2 separate regions of the Sus scrofa genome follow, and region 1 is linked to region 2. A link is a contact called in public HiChIP or PLAC-seq data. All regions are on one chromosome and are shown on one strand. Each heading gives the region's core, a stretch centred on a gene start, on an enhancer-like site or on the middle of the called end of the contact. The rest is flanking DNA. Distances are from core to core; before and after follow the strand shown.

The links. HiChIP or PLAC-seq counts read pairs in DNA pulled down with a chosen protein or histone mark.
Region 1: a contact with region 2 is called in an H3K27ac HiChIP or PLAC-seq map of skeletal muscle, with 3 times the contacts expected there. The contact joins the promoter of C15H2orf88 here to the promoter of ORMDL1 in region 2. A contact is called at or near these places in 2 of 5 promoter capture datasets (fetal skeletal muscle and liver), 1 of 47 Hi-C or Micro-C datasets (skeletal muscle) and 1 of 2 datasets of contacts at active chromatin or transcription factors (skeletal muscle).

What each region holds. Positions count from the first base shown.
Region 1 is chr15:94,626,301-94,633,320 of Sscrofa11.1, reverse strand. It overlaps C15H2orf88 (small membrane A-kinase anchor protein), which reads right to left and starts at 5,038. Exons shown (of 8, transcript XM_021076261.1): 1 at 4,914-5,038; 2 at 2,270-2,363; 3 at 1,730-1,837; 4 at 1,534-1,641. It overlaps MSTN (myostatin), which reads left to right and starts at 4,881. Exons shown (of 3, transcript NM_214435.2): 1 at 4,881-5,253. The coding sequence starts at 4,881.
Region 2 is chr15:94,373,881-94,380,881 of Sscrofa11.1, reverse strand. It overlaps ORMDL1 (ORM1-like protein 1), which reads left to right and starts at 3,551. Exons shown (of 4, transcript XM_001926349.6): 1 at 3,551-3,681; 2 at 5,583-5,763. The coding sequence starts at 5,590. PMS1 (PMS1 protein homolog 1) reads right to left here. Exons shown (of 14, transcript XM_021075394.1): 2 at 5,392-5,459.

The DNA of each region.
Region 1 (7,020 bases), core at 3,789-6,288, 250 kb before region 2:
TTTTACAGTCATCCCTCTGTATCCAAGGTTCTGCATTGGAGGAGTCAAGTGACTGCAGATGGTATAGTACTGTAGTATATGCTTAGCAAAAAATGTGCAAATAAGAGGACCCATGCAGGTTAAACGTGCTGTTCACAGGTCCATTATACATACATACATACCTGCATTCCAAAACAAAGACTTTGTCAACTGACTCATTCAAGGTTACATAAAATGTCAGCAACAAACCCAGAACTAAATTTCAGAACTCCTGTCTTCTATTCCTATACTATTTTTCCCTGGCTTAAGGATCTCTTTGTTTTTGTTAATTTTTATTCTGTAATCTATTGAAAGTATGGATAATGAGATATTGCCAATGTGGGATGACTACCTTCTCAAACTGTTACGTGAGTTGAACACTATTTAGTTTTGTTTTTTTTTTTTTTTCTGGCCTTAAGCATAATCAGAACAGTGTAACACCAAAGAGGTGTCATTAGAAGAAATGGGCTCCCAGTAACATGGACGCATCTAGAGATTCTCATACTAAGTGAGGTAAGTCAGAAAAAGAAAGACAAATACCATATCGTATCATTTATATATGGAAACTAAAATATGACACAAATGAACCCATCCACAAAACAGGAAAAGACTCATGGGCAAGGAGAATAGACTTGTGGTTGCCGCTGGGGAGGGGATTTGGGGAAGCGTGGAGTGGGAGGCTGGGGTTAGCAGAGGCTATTACCCACGGAGGGGATAAACAGCAAGGTATAGCACAGAGAACTATACTCAATGTCCTATGCTAAACCAAAATGGAAAAGAATATTAAAAAACAATATATATGTAGAACTGAATCACCTTGCTGTACAGCAGAAATTAACAAACATTGTAAATCAAATATACTTCAATTTAAAAAGAGTGGAGTTTGAAAAGACAAAAAAACAAGAAAATGGCAAAAATGATTAGATAAAATATAATTTTCTGGGTTTTTCTCACAACAAGTTGAATTTTTCATGATTTATCCTTATTCTAATAGTCTAATCCTCCTTTCTTTGGCCACATCATTAAACTTCTGACAAGCCTTTATGTTAATGCACTTAGTAATTCCCAGACTGTAGAGTAAAACCATAAATGTTTTTCTGGGAAATACACTTTTTTTTTTGGCCACACCCATGGCATGTGGGAGTTCCTGGGCCAGGGATTGAATCCGCACTATAGCAGTGACCAGAGCCACTGCAGTTGTCAACACTGGCTATGCCACAAGAGAACTCCCTGGGAAATATGCTTTATATTTTCAAAGTTGTTTTGAAACACCCCCCTGGCATTTGTAAGAGAAGTGAGAGAAGTTCCTTGCTCCCTTCGGTTATAGAAATATAAGGCCCTCATCCACTATAAAGAACAGGGGGAAGGAAAAAGATAAGTCTTGTGAAAGAGCTGCACTGGCCACCTAAATTGACTCATGTGAGAAACTGCTTTCAAATACGGAACACCTAAGACAAAGCCAACAAGCTGGTGGACCACACCCTCCCAATTAACTAGAAGGGATTCTCTACTCACTCATTCTGATGACACAGTCCATTCTTCATGAATGCAGCCAAGGCTAGGCCCCCATCAGTCACACCACAGTGATGGTTCCTATGGCTGGTGAACCTTCCTTCTCTGGGGCTTTGGAAAGATTGCAGTCACTGACACTGGAGAAGGAATATAGGTTCTCAAAACTTCTTGAGTACCTATTAACTCATTCAATACTGACCTTGAGCACAGTTGATTAGACTCAGTTGATTCTCATTATTCATAGCAGTTGTGTTCTATCAAATCACTGCCAACACTGAATGAATGATGGATCACTGAGCCATTGCTCCTAGGGGAAGTACAAAGTTAGGTTCCTATCAGCCTCTGGTCACATTTTCACCAACCAATCAATATATAACCTTGTTTTATGTTCATTTCTGTTTTAAAATATTTATTTAATATATATTATTGATTTATTAACATTGTATTCATAGGCAAACACACTATAACTCAAGCCTGAATTATGCTTACATAATACACATATTTTTCCATTAAGGAAATTATTTTCCCTAAGTCATAGCACAACCTTCTTTTTTTTAAATTGTGGTAAAATATACATAAGACAGTTCAGTGTACAGTTCAGTGGCATTAAATACATTTATATTGTTGTGCAATCATGATCAATATCCATCTCCAGAACTTTTTGACCTTCCCAAATTGAAAATTTTGTATCTATTGAACAGTAGGTTTCCCCCATCCCACCCCACCTCTCCTCCAGCACCTGGTAACCACCATTCTCCTTTCCATCACAGCCTTCCTGTATGTAGGAGCACAGCACTATGCTTTGGGACCATTTTAAACAGCAGAATCATCCCCTAAAAAAACAAGTAAAAATGTGAAAAACATGGTACTATACAGATTGCAAAGAGGGCACTTGCTTAAATCTGAGAGCTGAAACAAGGCAGAGAATTGCCTTGTTTGACCTCAACTGGGACCCTGTGTCCTCAAGATTTTTGCTGTTTTGTACAGGCATTTGAATGACTATCAAAGTGCCATGAGTATTGATTCTGGAGTTAAAAATAAATTTCAGCAAGTAGACAAATTTGCATACAGGGAATCCATGAATAACGAGCATTAGCTGTACGGAAATGACAGCTTTGTTTCCTTTACTCCAGGTACTAAGAATAAAGAGCTGAAATGTGGCTTGTGATAGGGTTGTCTTGGAATATTTCACTTGCCTCAGAGGCCTAGAGAGCTAGCCTATGTGAACTGATAATTGGCAGCTACAACCTGAAGCAGTTCTAGTTCATGTGGAGGATAAACTTAAGCATTATCTCAAACCCCTCTGCATGAAACAAAGACCAAACATTCAAGTACTAGTTATCAATCACTTACTATGTGACAGGCACTATACTCAGCAATTTACATGCATTATTGAATTACATCCCCCAAAACTGAAGGTTAGAGAAGCTAAGTATCTCATCCATTATTACACTGTTAGAAGTGGCAAAGTTGAGATTTGAACTCAGGTCTATCTGACTCCAAAGCCTATTTCCCAACAGCTTTGCAATTCTATTCAAGTTTAAAAAAAAAAATATCTGATTTACTCAGAAGTGTATAGGAGCATATGTTATGATTATTATAATATTACAAAGATTTATATGTTGAAAAATAAATTTACCAAAAAAACCCTTTATAAGCCTGATCTAATATTGCTCCACAACAAAGAATTTCTGAAATCCTTCAGGGCATCTGGTTTGTGTCTGTTTTTCCTTAATCTTTAATGATGAGCAAGTCTAATGCATTATGTAAGGCCATTTTTCTCAAGAGATGTAGATACCTCCTAAGAATTTGATGAAAATGCATTAACTTTTCAGGCTACTGAGTTGCATTTTAGTGCACTGAGGCAGTAAATGAGTGTACAATGTGCAAAAGTAGTGACCTAAAAAATAAATATTTGATATGAACCACTGCATTCTCTTGGAAAAAAAAAAAAGTAATGGATTAACTCTCTTAGGAGTCCTTAGCTTCCCCAAAAGGAGTAGGAAGAATAAATCTCCTGTGGCCTGGAAACAGCTTCTGTTTCTCACTGGCTATGTTTGTTTAGCTCTTTAATAGTTCATTTGATTAGATCTTGTGGCTCCTAAAGCTAAGGTTGAGAGTTTGAGCTCTACAGAGGCCACTTAAATTTAGAGAACAAAAAGCTCTATTCTCTGCTCCCAGACCTTACCCCAAATCCCTGCCAGGTGTCTGCCCTCTGGTCAAATGAGAAACTGGCAAAGGGGTGCAAACCTAGCACAGAATTGGGAAACAGAAAAATGGGCACCCTTTATTATGGTGCTCCTTCTCTTTTATGTGTTTACAATACTTGGGCATAATTTACAGAGAATAGATACTACATTTTTTACTTTCACCACTGGAAATCTGAGGCAAACTGCATTATCAGTCATAAAATTCATTATCTTTCTATTCTAAGTTATTCTAAGCTTATTCTAAGCTCAGATAGCTGACATTATCCTCTTGGTAATAAACAATGAAAAAACACATCTTCTGAGCAATATTAATCTGCAACTTTAGGATAGGAGAAAATCAGTTGAAAACTGAGCACGATTTTCACGTGAATAAAAGATATTATTTAAAAATAATTCCATGTGTAATATAACAGAATAAGTATGATTTTCATTATGTACTAGAAATTTAGTCAGGAAAACAAGTTTCTCAAATTATAGCTGAATATATTTTACTAGTATCACAATCTTAAATTTTAATTCAGGTCTTCCTAATTTAAATCTGTATTTCTCTGATTACACAGGACTAAAAATAATTTAAAACAGCAAATAAAATTCTTTTTTCCTCAAATGTTTGTCTAAATAATGTAAAATCATTTTATTTTTTTGAGGAAAAAGACATTTCAACTTTTTAAGTATGAAGTGTAAAAGAATTACTTATTTAAATTACAATTTTAAAGTTTCACTAATAAAGATTAATAATATTTAAGTGCAGTTTATATTATTGTTAACATAGATTTTAATTTTTCAAATGTCACATATATCTTTCATTATTTGTAGATTTATTTCTTTTATGAAGTAGTCAAATGAATCAGCTCACCCTTGACTGTAACAAAATACTGTTTGGTGACTTGTGACAGACAGGGTTTTAACCTCTGACAGCGAGATTCATTGTGGAGCAAGAGCCAATCATAGATCCTGACGACACTTGTCTCATCAAGTGGAATATAAAAAGCCACTTGGAATACAGTATAAAAGATTCACTGGTGTGGCAAGTTGTCTCTCAGACAGTGCAGGCATTAAAATTTTGCTTGGCGTTACTCAAAAGCAAAAGTAAAAGGAAGAAATAAGAACAAGGAGAAAGATTGTATTGATTTTAAAATCATGCAAAAACTGCAAATCTATGTTTATATTTACCTGTTTATGCTGATTGTTGCTGGTCCCGTGGATCTGAATGAGAACAGCGAGCAAAAGGAAAATGTGGAAAAAGAGGGGCTGTGTAATGCATGTATGTGGAGACAAAACACTAAATCTTCAAGACTAGAAGCCATAAAAATTCAAATCCTCAGTAAACTTCGCCTGGAAACAGCTCCTAACATTAGCAAAGATGCTATAAGACAACTTTTGCCCAAAGCTCCTCCACTCCGGGAACTGATTGATCAGTACGATGTCCAGAGAGATGACAGCAGTGATGGCTCCTTGGAAGATGATGATTATCACGCTACGACGGAAACGATCATTACCATGCCTACAGAGTGTAAGTAGTCCTATTAGTGTATATCAACAATTCTGCTGACTGTTGTTCCAGTGTTTATGAGAAACAGATCTATTTTCAGGCTCTTTTAACAAGCTGTTGGCTTGTACGTAAGTAGGAGGGAAAAGAGTTTCTTTTTTCAAGATTTCATGAGAAATAAACTAATGAGACTGAAAGCTGCTGTATTATTGTTTTCCTTAGCTAAACAGCTGAAAATAAAAAATAAAATGCTTGCATAGCATTGTTATATAGTTTAATAAGACAAATATAACATGCTTATGCTTTCACAGCTTAATGCCACCAAGGCAAGGATTGGGAGTTTCTACAAGCAATGTGGAAAAAAAGGTTGGTTGTCTGAAATAGGCATTTGTAATAACAGGTTTTTTTCACTAATGATAAAGAAGGGAAGATGTAAATTTGCAGATATTGAGCCCCATTGGGGCATTTGCTGCACCCCTAGAATGACTTCTGTTATTCAGAACGATTTCTCACAGTGTTTCTATGTTCTTCACAAATTAAAATGTCTAATTTTGAAAGCTATTACACTGGAAAGTATAAAAAATATTTTTAAAAAATTTAATGTTTTGGTAAGAGCAATGATGAAGTAAACATAGCATAATGGTAATTATGAGCTAATTATCAGAAAATGCCAAGAAATAAACATTTTATCAAGTAGGTTATGGCTCACAAAGTCCTGCTTATACCTTGACCATGGTACTATTGTTGAGAGTACCCTGTCTGAATATTTCCAGGCAGGCACATGCTTAATAAGCTCTACAATATTATTTTCTTTTTCATAGGAGGGAGAAAGAACTATTACCTGTAGTATCCACATTGCTTATGAAGGACAATATATTTCATACCATTCCTATTACAATCAGTTCAAAAGTATACACAAGGAAAGGGAGACAGGCACCTTAACAGAGAAGGCATGACAAGAAAGATTTTTGTGCCATGTGTCTGTGATTTTGCTTTATACAGTGCTTTACCCACTTTAAACTAGACTCAAAACAGTTTCAAAATATTATTCTTCTTATTAAGTAATTAGGCTATAATGCAACAAATAATTTTTCTTGAAAACTATGCTATCAGATAATCCTAGAGTAGATTTGCCTTATTTATAAACAATCTTGGAAAACCAAAAGGAAAGCTGTTTCTAAATGCTTCTGCTTACAATGACAGCATGGCCTTAACAATGTTTTCTAAGTTTTGAGATAGCCTGAATGCAACATTTAAATTCTGGTGCTAAGTGCCTTCTAGTTTGGTTCCTTTAAAAAAGCTATCCCAGGCCAAAACATAACAGATGTACTATATTTTCTACTAATTCCCGAGGCTCAGTTAGTTGCTCAGTGTGTCTCGTCCCCAGGTAATTCAGGCCTGGGGGAAGGGTTCCTTCTTCCAGACTGATTGGTACAGCTGCTCAGTAAGTGTAACTACTCAGATTCCCAAAGAATTCTAAGTGGATGTTCCTCCACAGTGTCTCTTGTTCTCTCTAATCATCATCATTTTAAAATTTCATCCACTCTTCATTCCTTTACAGAATTTTCTTTAGTCTACAGTTTTCTAGAAAGGAAGTAGGTTTCTCATAAACAGCTGAAAAAACATATTGAAAAAAATCTGAAAAGCTATAGTAATTATTTCATTTGATATTTTTCTGAATTATGAATGAAATTCTACAGTTTTTCATTTTAAAAGACTAAATATGCATGCACTATTCCAATAGAAAAAAAGCTCACTGATTAATATGAAGGAGTTTGTTCATTTTTCATG
Region 2 (7,001 bases), core at 2,302-4,801:
TTCATCATGTTGCTATTCTAATTGAAATTTCTAAAGATTTCCAGTATTGTAAAAATGGCCATCCTACCCAAAGCAATCTACAGATTCAATGCAATCCCTATCAAATGACCCATGACATTTTTCACAGAACTACAACAAACAATCCAAAAATTTATATAGAACCACAAAAGACCCAGAATCGCCAAAGCAACCCTGAGAAACAAAAACCAAGCAGGAGGCATAACTCTCCCAGACTTCAAGAAATACTACAAAGCCACAGTCATCAAAACAGTGTGGTACTGGTATCAAAACAGACAGACAGACCAATGGAACAGAAGAGAGAACCCGGAAATAAACCCTGACACCTATGGTCAATTAATCTTTGACAAGGAGGCAAGAACATCAAATGGGAAAAAGAAAGTCTATTCAGCAAGCATTGCTGGGAAACCTGGACAGCTGCATGCAAAGCAATGAAACTAGAACACACCCTCACACCATGCACAAAAATAAACTCCAAATGGCTGAAAGACTTAAATATACGACAGAACACCATCAAACTCCTAGAAGAAAACATAGGCAAAACACTCTGACATCAACATCATGAATATTTTCTCAGGTCAGTCCCTCAAAGCAATAGAAATTAGAGCAAAAATAAACCCATGGGACCTCATCAAACTGAAAAGCTTTTGCACAGCAAAGGAAACCCAAAAGAAAACAAAAAGACAACTTACAGAATGGGAGAAAATAGTTTCAAATGATGCAACCGACAAGGGCTTAATCTCTAGAATATATAAACAACTTATACAACCCAACAGCAAAAAAGCCAATCAATCAATGGAAAAATGGGCAAAAGACCTGAATAGACATTTCTCCAAGGAAGATATACAGATGGCCAACAAACACATGAAAAAATGCTCAACATCACTGATTATAAGAGAAATGCAAATCAAAACTACCATGAGATACCACCAGTCAGATTGGCCATCATTAATAAATCCACAAATAACAAGTGCTGGAGGGGCTGTGGAGAAAAGGGAACCCTCCTGCACTGTTGGTGGGAATGTAAACTGGTACAGCCACTATGGAGAACAGTTTGGAGATACCTTAGAAATCTATACAAAGAACTTCCATATGACTCCGCAATCCCACTCTTGGGCATCTATCCGGACAAAACTCTACTTAAAAGAGACACATACACCCGCATGTTCATTGCAGCACTATTCACAATAGCCAGGACATGGAAACAACCCAAATGTCCATCGACAGATGATTGGATTCGGAAGATGTGGTATATATACACAATGGACTACTACTCAGCCATAAAAAAGAATGCCATAATGCCATTTGCAGCAACATGGGTGGAACTAGAGAATCTCATCCTGAGTAAAATGAGTCAGAAAGACAAAGACAAATACCATATGATATCACTTATAACTGGAATCTAATATCCAGCACAAATGAACATCTCCTCAGAAAAGAAAATCATGGACTTGGAGAAGAGACTTGTGGCTGCCTGATGGGAGGGGGAGGGAGTGGGAGGGATTGGGAGCTTGGGCTTATCAGACACAACTTAGAATAGATATACAAGGAGATCCTGCTGAGTAGCATTGAGAACTTTGTCTAGATACTCATGTTGCAACAGAACAAAGGGTAAGGGAAAAAAATGTAATTGTAATGTATACATGTAAGGATAACTTGATCCTCTTGCTGTACAGTGAGAAAATAAAAATAAAATAAATTTCTAAAGATTTCCAACTGCTAACCAGGTTAAATCTAAACTTCTCAACAATTTCCAACCTCGTCCCACTATTCTCCAAATGCACACTGGGCCAGTCATTGTCTCTCTTAATGTGGGGGCACTCACCCCTTTCTTGGCTCACAAGGTTCCCTTTCTCTACTGATGATTTCTAATCATCCTTCCAGATTTAGTTCAATGAAATTCAGTCCCATATTTAGTTCACCTCCTCAAGAAAGCCTTTCTTATCTGCTCCAACCTCTGCCCTCAACAAGTTAGGCACTCCTTCCTCTGTACTCCCTTAGCATCTTTTCCTTATTTCTAACCCCAAATTCATCACAAGTTATTCTGACTATTGTTTTTCCATCCCTTCTTCCTGGCTGAGAGTTCTCACAAGATAGAGATTTTATATTAATCTCATATCTCTAGCATGACCTCTGGAACATAACAAGCATTCTACTGTATGTGTATCAAATGGTATATTTTGAAAAGCGGAAGGCTTAGGAGTCACAGCACAGAATGTTTAAGAATGTCAGGAATCAATCTTCCATATTTGCTGAAAGAGTGTTGATGATCAGGAAAATCAGTTAAGAACAGTGAACCTAAAAAGAAGTAGAGATCAGAGTCATAGACTTTAAGTAGAATATAATGAAACAATTTATTTAAAGAACATAATAAATCTAACCCAATCGGTTTCACAGAACCGATAGGAGTTCCTGTGTTGGCTCGGCGGTTAACCAATCCCACTAGGAACCACAGGGTTGCCGGTGCGATCCCTGGCCTTGTTCAGTGGGTTAAGAATCCGGCGTTGCCCCGAGCTGTGGTGTGGGTTGCAGGCGAGGAAGGGACCCCGCGTTGCTGGGGCTGTGGCGGAGGCCGGCAGCTACAGTTCCAATGAGACCCCTAGCCTGGGAACCTCCACATGCCGTGGGAGCGACCCTAGAAAAAGACAAAAAAAAAAAAAAAAAAAGCAAGATATATACAGTCAACATTGTCTGACAACAATTTTGAGATGTTGTTGAAAGCTGTACTGACAAGGTAATAAAATTAGATTTCAAACATGATGCCAAATAATCTGATTTTTTTTCCTCCCCATTCTCGAAAAGGATCAATTCTTGGTACCCACATTTCCTCAGCATATACAACAAGGACCTGTGTTCAGCATGTAGACAGACCCAGAACACCAGTAAAAATTATGCTTAACTGAAAAGTTTGCTTTCCCCACTTGCATGATGCCACAACATACAACATTATAAAAACGTCACACTCACTCATAAGACAGGCTGTTATGGCTTTGAGGGAGTAAAGTTTCTGCCTGGCAAACAACTTTGAGACCTACTGCCAGAGGGATCTGTGGAATGGGCTGCAACAAAGGCCTAAACACGATTTAGTCAAGAAATGCCAAACCAAGCACTAAGGGGCCCACACCTGAACGGAAACCGCTTTCCACGTGTGCGCGCCCGCGGTCCCGTCTTCATCCGCTTCCCGCCCCTTGAGGGGAGGAGGGGTCACCCATGGCTGCCGCCAGCGCTCTCGCCCCGACCGGGACAAGTTGAGGGTAGGAGGCTCTCGCGCCTACGACCATATAAGATTGGATGCCCCTTAGCCACACCACACTACCTTCTTACTCGTTCAAGGTGGGCAATTAACAATCCAAGAGCGGTCCTGGCACCGTCCCAGCAGGAGCCCAGCCCCGGCCCCGCGGTTCTACGACTCAGCCCCAGCGGGCGCGCGGCGTGGCGGGCTCCAAGCGCCGTGCCTTTAGTCCCGCCCTGCCGGGCGAACGTGGGAGTGGCACCGCCCTCAACCAATCCGGTGGCAGCGCGTTCTGTTCTGAAAGCTTTCGCAAGCTGCGCCGCCCCACGCGCCGCTGCGCGGAGGCTGACCACAAGCATTCGGCCGGAGGAGACGCCGCCGCTGCCGCGGACTTCTTACGTCTCTGAGCCGGCCGCCCAAGAGTGCGGCGGGTGAGTGGGAATGAACGGCCGCCGAGGCTGTGCTGCTGCCTGTGGCACTGGGAGCTGCTGGCGCGCCTGGGTCGGCTTTAAGGAAAAAAGTGGACTCCGGCTTCGTTCGCGGCACCCTGTGTGGCTGTGCGGACCAAGTGGCTTCCAGGGTTGCCCCCCAGTCCCGGTCCGGGCCCTGACTGGATGTGCCGCTCGGAGAAGAAAGGGGCGGGGGTGGGGCGCTGTGGCAGTAGCAGCAGCCGCTTTTGCTGAACTTCCACCGGCCGGGGGCTCCAGCCGCCGGTGGAGGGCTGCTTGAGACTGGCGGGCGGGCGGGCGGGCGGGAGGCTCCTCAAAGGGGTCGCTGCGGGTCCCTGGTCTTCAGACACCTATAGGTCTTCTTTACTCTGTGAAGTCATTGTTAGTCCTGAAGTGGCGCGGCAGACTCCCAGAAAAGGTTTTCTGGGATAGGGTTGGGTCAGTTTTTGCCTTCCAGCTCAAATCTAAATTTTAAGCCTCTTTCGAGCATCTTTTTTTTAGTGCTATCCTGTTTAAAGTGGGAAAAGCATTTTGAGTGGCGACATTTTCTAAGTAGAACTCACAGCATATAAAAGTAAGCTATGATACACGATGGATATTTAGATTAGAACCAATGTTTACACATTTAAATTGAGACTTTTTTTGTTTCGTTTTAGCATAACCAACTTTCATTACCGTAAGCCTATATGTTTTTGGAGGGAGAAATGGACAATGAACTCTTCAGAAATGCTTGTTGGATGGAGTTATGAGAAATTCCTCTCCCACTGCTAATTACGTAATAGAAAAGAGTTTATGTACTTTTTTTTTTTTCTTTTTAGGGCTGCACCCGCGGCATATGGAGGTTCCCTGGCTAGGGGCCCAATCAGAGCTACAGTTGCCTGCCTACACCACAGCAAGGCAGGATCCCAGCCGTGTCTCTGACCTACACCACAGCTCAGGGCAACGCTGAATCCTTAACCCACTGAGCGAAGCCAGGGATCGAACCGGCAACCTCATGGTTCCTAGTCCAGTTTGTTTCTGCTGCACCACTACTGGAACTCTGAAAAGAGTTTATATATTTTTAAATCAGCGCTGTTCCAAGTATAATGTAGCTCTGCTTCCCCTTGTCCCCAAATCTCAGAAAGAAGGGAAGGAGGGAGGGGGGAAAGGAAGGAAGAAAAGAAAACCAAAGCTTTAGAAAAATTAACTATAATTAAAATGTGTAGAATAAAAACAATTCGTGAAAGAAAGAAAACCAGAGTTTTAGAGAAATTAACAGAGTTAAAATATGTGGAATACTTGTTTTAACCTAATTCTGTCACGAGATTGAGAAACAAACCTTACCCCTTGACCCTGTAAAATTTCCTCCTCATCCTTCTCAGTATTCATAAAGGAGTGATTTGATCTCTGGCTACTCTTTATGAATATAGTATTATATTAGATGTGAGTGTCTGGCTATTCAGACTGGTTGGGTCAGCTTTTTTTTATATTAGTGTATTCAGTTTTTTTTATATTAGTGTATTCTGCTGGTAAATTTACTTCCTTTCACTTTGCTCTCATGATATAAGAAAATATAGGTCTTATCTTCAGTTTGAGTTTTCCTACCCATTATTTCATTTAGTAAAACCAACATGCTAGGAGATGAGTTTTAGGAAAGGGATTTTAACTGTTTATTTTTTTCAACAAGAACTTTAAAAATAAATTTTGTCTTACCTTAAAGTCAAATATTTAGAGTTATTCGTCAGCATCTCCAAGTAGCATATTTTGTACATCTGTTTGTTCTAGTTCAGAACAATAAAGAGAAAAAATAATGTCAGTAACACGTATTTTGTCAGGTCAGAATTAGGAGTGTTCAGATTTACAATTATATATCAGTGTTGATTCATCTCATTGCTTTCCTGCAGAGCAAATATGAATGTTGGAGTTGCCCACAGCGAGGTAAATCCAAATACCCGGGTAATGAACAGCCGGGGTATGTGGCTGACATATGCATTGGGAGTTGGCTTGCTTCATATCGTTTTACTTAGCATTCCCTTCTTCAGTGTTCCTGTTGCTTGGACCTTAACAAATGTTATACATAATCTGGTAAGAATTTCACTTTATACTAAGCACTTAAAACCTTAAGGTTTAGTAGTTTTTTCAGGGACTGTGTGGATGGAACAGGCAGTTATTTAATGGATACAGTTTTGTAAGATGAAAAAAGTTCTGGAGGTGGATGGTTGCATAAAAATGTGGATGTTTTTAATACCATTGAACTGCACACTTAAAAATGCTTAAGATGGTACATTTTTATTTAAATATATTTATTTTTTTCTTTTTATAGCCCACTCCTGTGGCATATGGACGTTCCTAGGCTAGGGGTCGAATCAGAGCTGCAGCTGAGGCTTACACTACATCCATAGCAACACCAGATCCGAGCTGCATCTCCAACCTATGCTGCAGCTTGCTACAGCCAGATCCTTAATCCACTGAGCTAGGCCAGGAATAAAACTTGCTTCCTCACAGAGACTTCATCGGTCCTTAACTCACTGAGCCACAATGGGAAATCCTGTTATGTGTATTTAAACACAGTTTTTTAAAAAGCTTAAAGTTTTATGTTATAAAGAAGAAAGACACGACTCAGTTTTTGAAAAACGGTTTGATTGAGGTATAAGATAAAATTTGCCCATTTAAAGTGTATAGTTCCCGTCATGGCTCAAGGGTTAACAAATCCAACTAGGAACCATGAGGTTTCGGGTTCGATCCCTGGCCTTGCTCAGTGGGTTAAGGATCTGGCATTGCCATGAGCTGTGGTGTAGGTTGCAGACGCAGCTGGGATCTGGCATTGCTGTGGCTGTAGTGTAGGATGGCAGCTACAGCTCCGATTCTACCCCCAGGCTAGGAACTTCCATATGCTGCGAGAGCGGCCCTAGAAAAGGCAAAAAGGCAAAAATAAATAAAAGCGTATAGTTCAGTGATTTTTTTAGTATATATACCAATTTTGAAGAATTCTTATCTGGGATAGGATTATATCCTTTCTGTCACTTTATGTTTAAACATCAGACCCTTTTTCTAAGTAAGACTTTCTTCTATTGGTTTAATAGAATCTGAAAAATACGTCATTTTAGCAAAAATTACAAGACACTGTAATTCAGGCTACTATAATATATTGATTAACCAGAATGCTTCAGAAAAAGTTATTATGTTTTTTGGTTAACTAGAGTCTAATGAACATCCTTGGTTTCAATCCTTGTTAAGTCTTTCTAAACTGTATAAATATACTTTCTTATTTCAGTATAGAAGTTTTGAGCTTAATCATATCTTAATGATTCAAAAACTTAAGC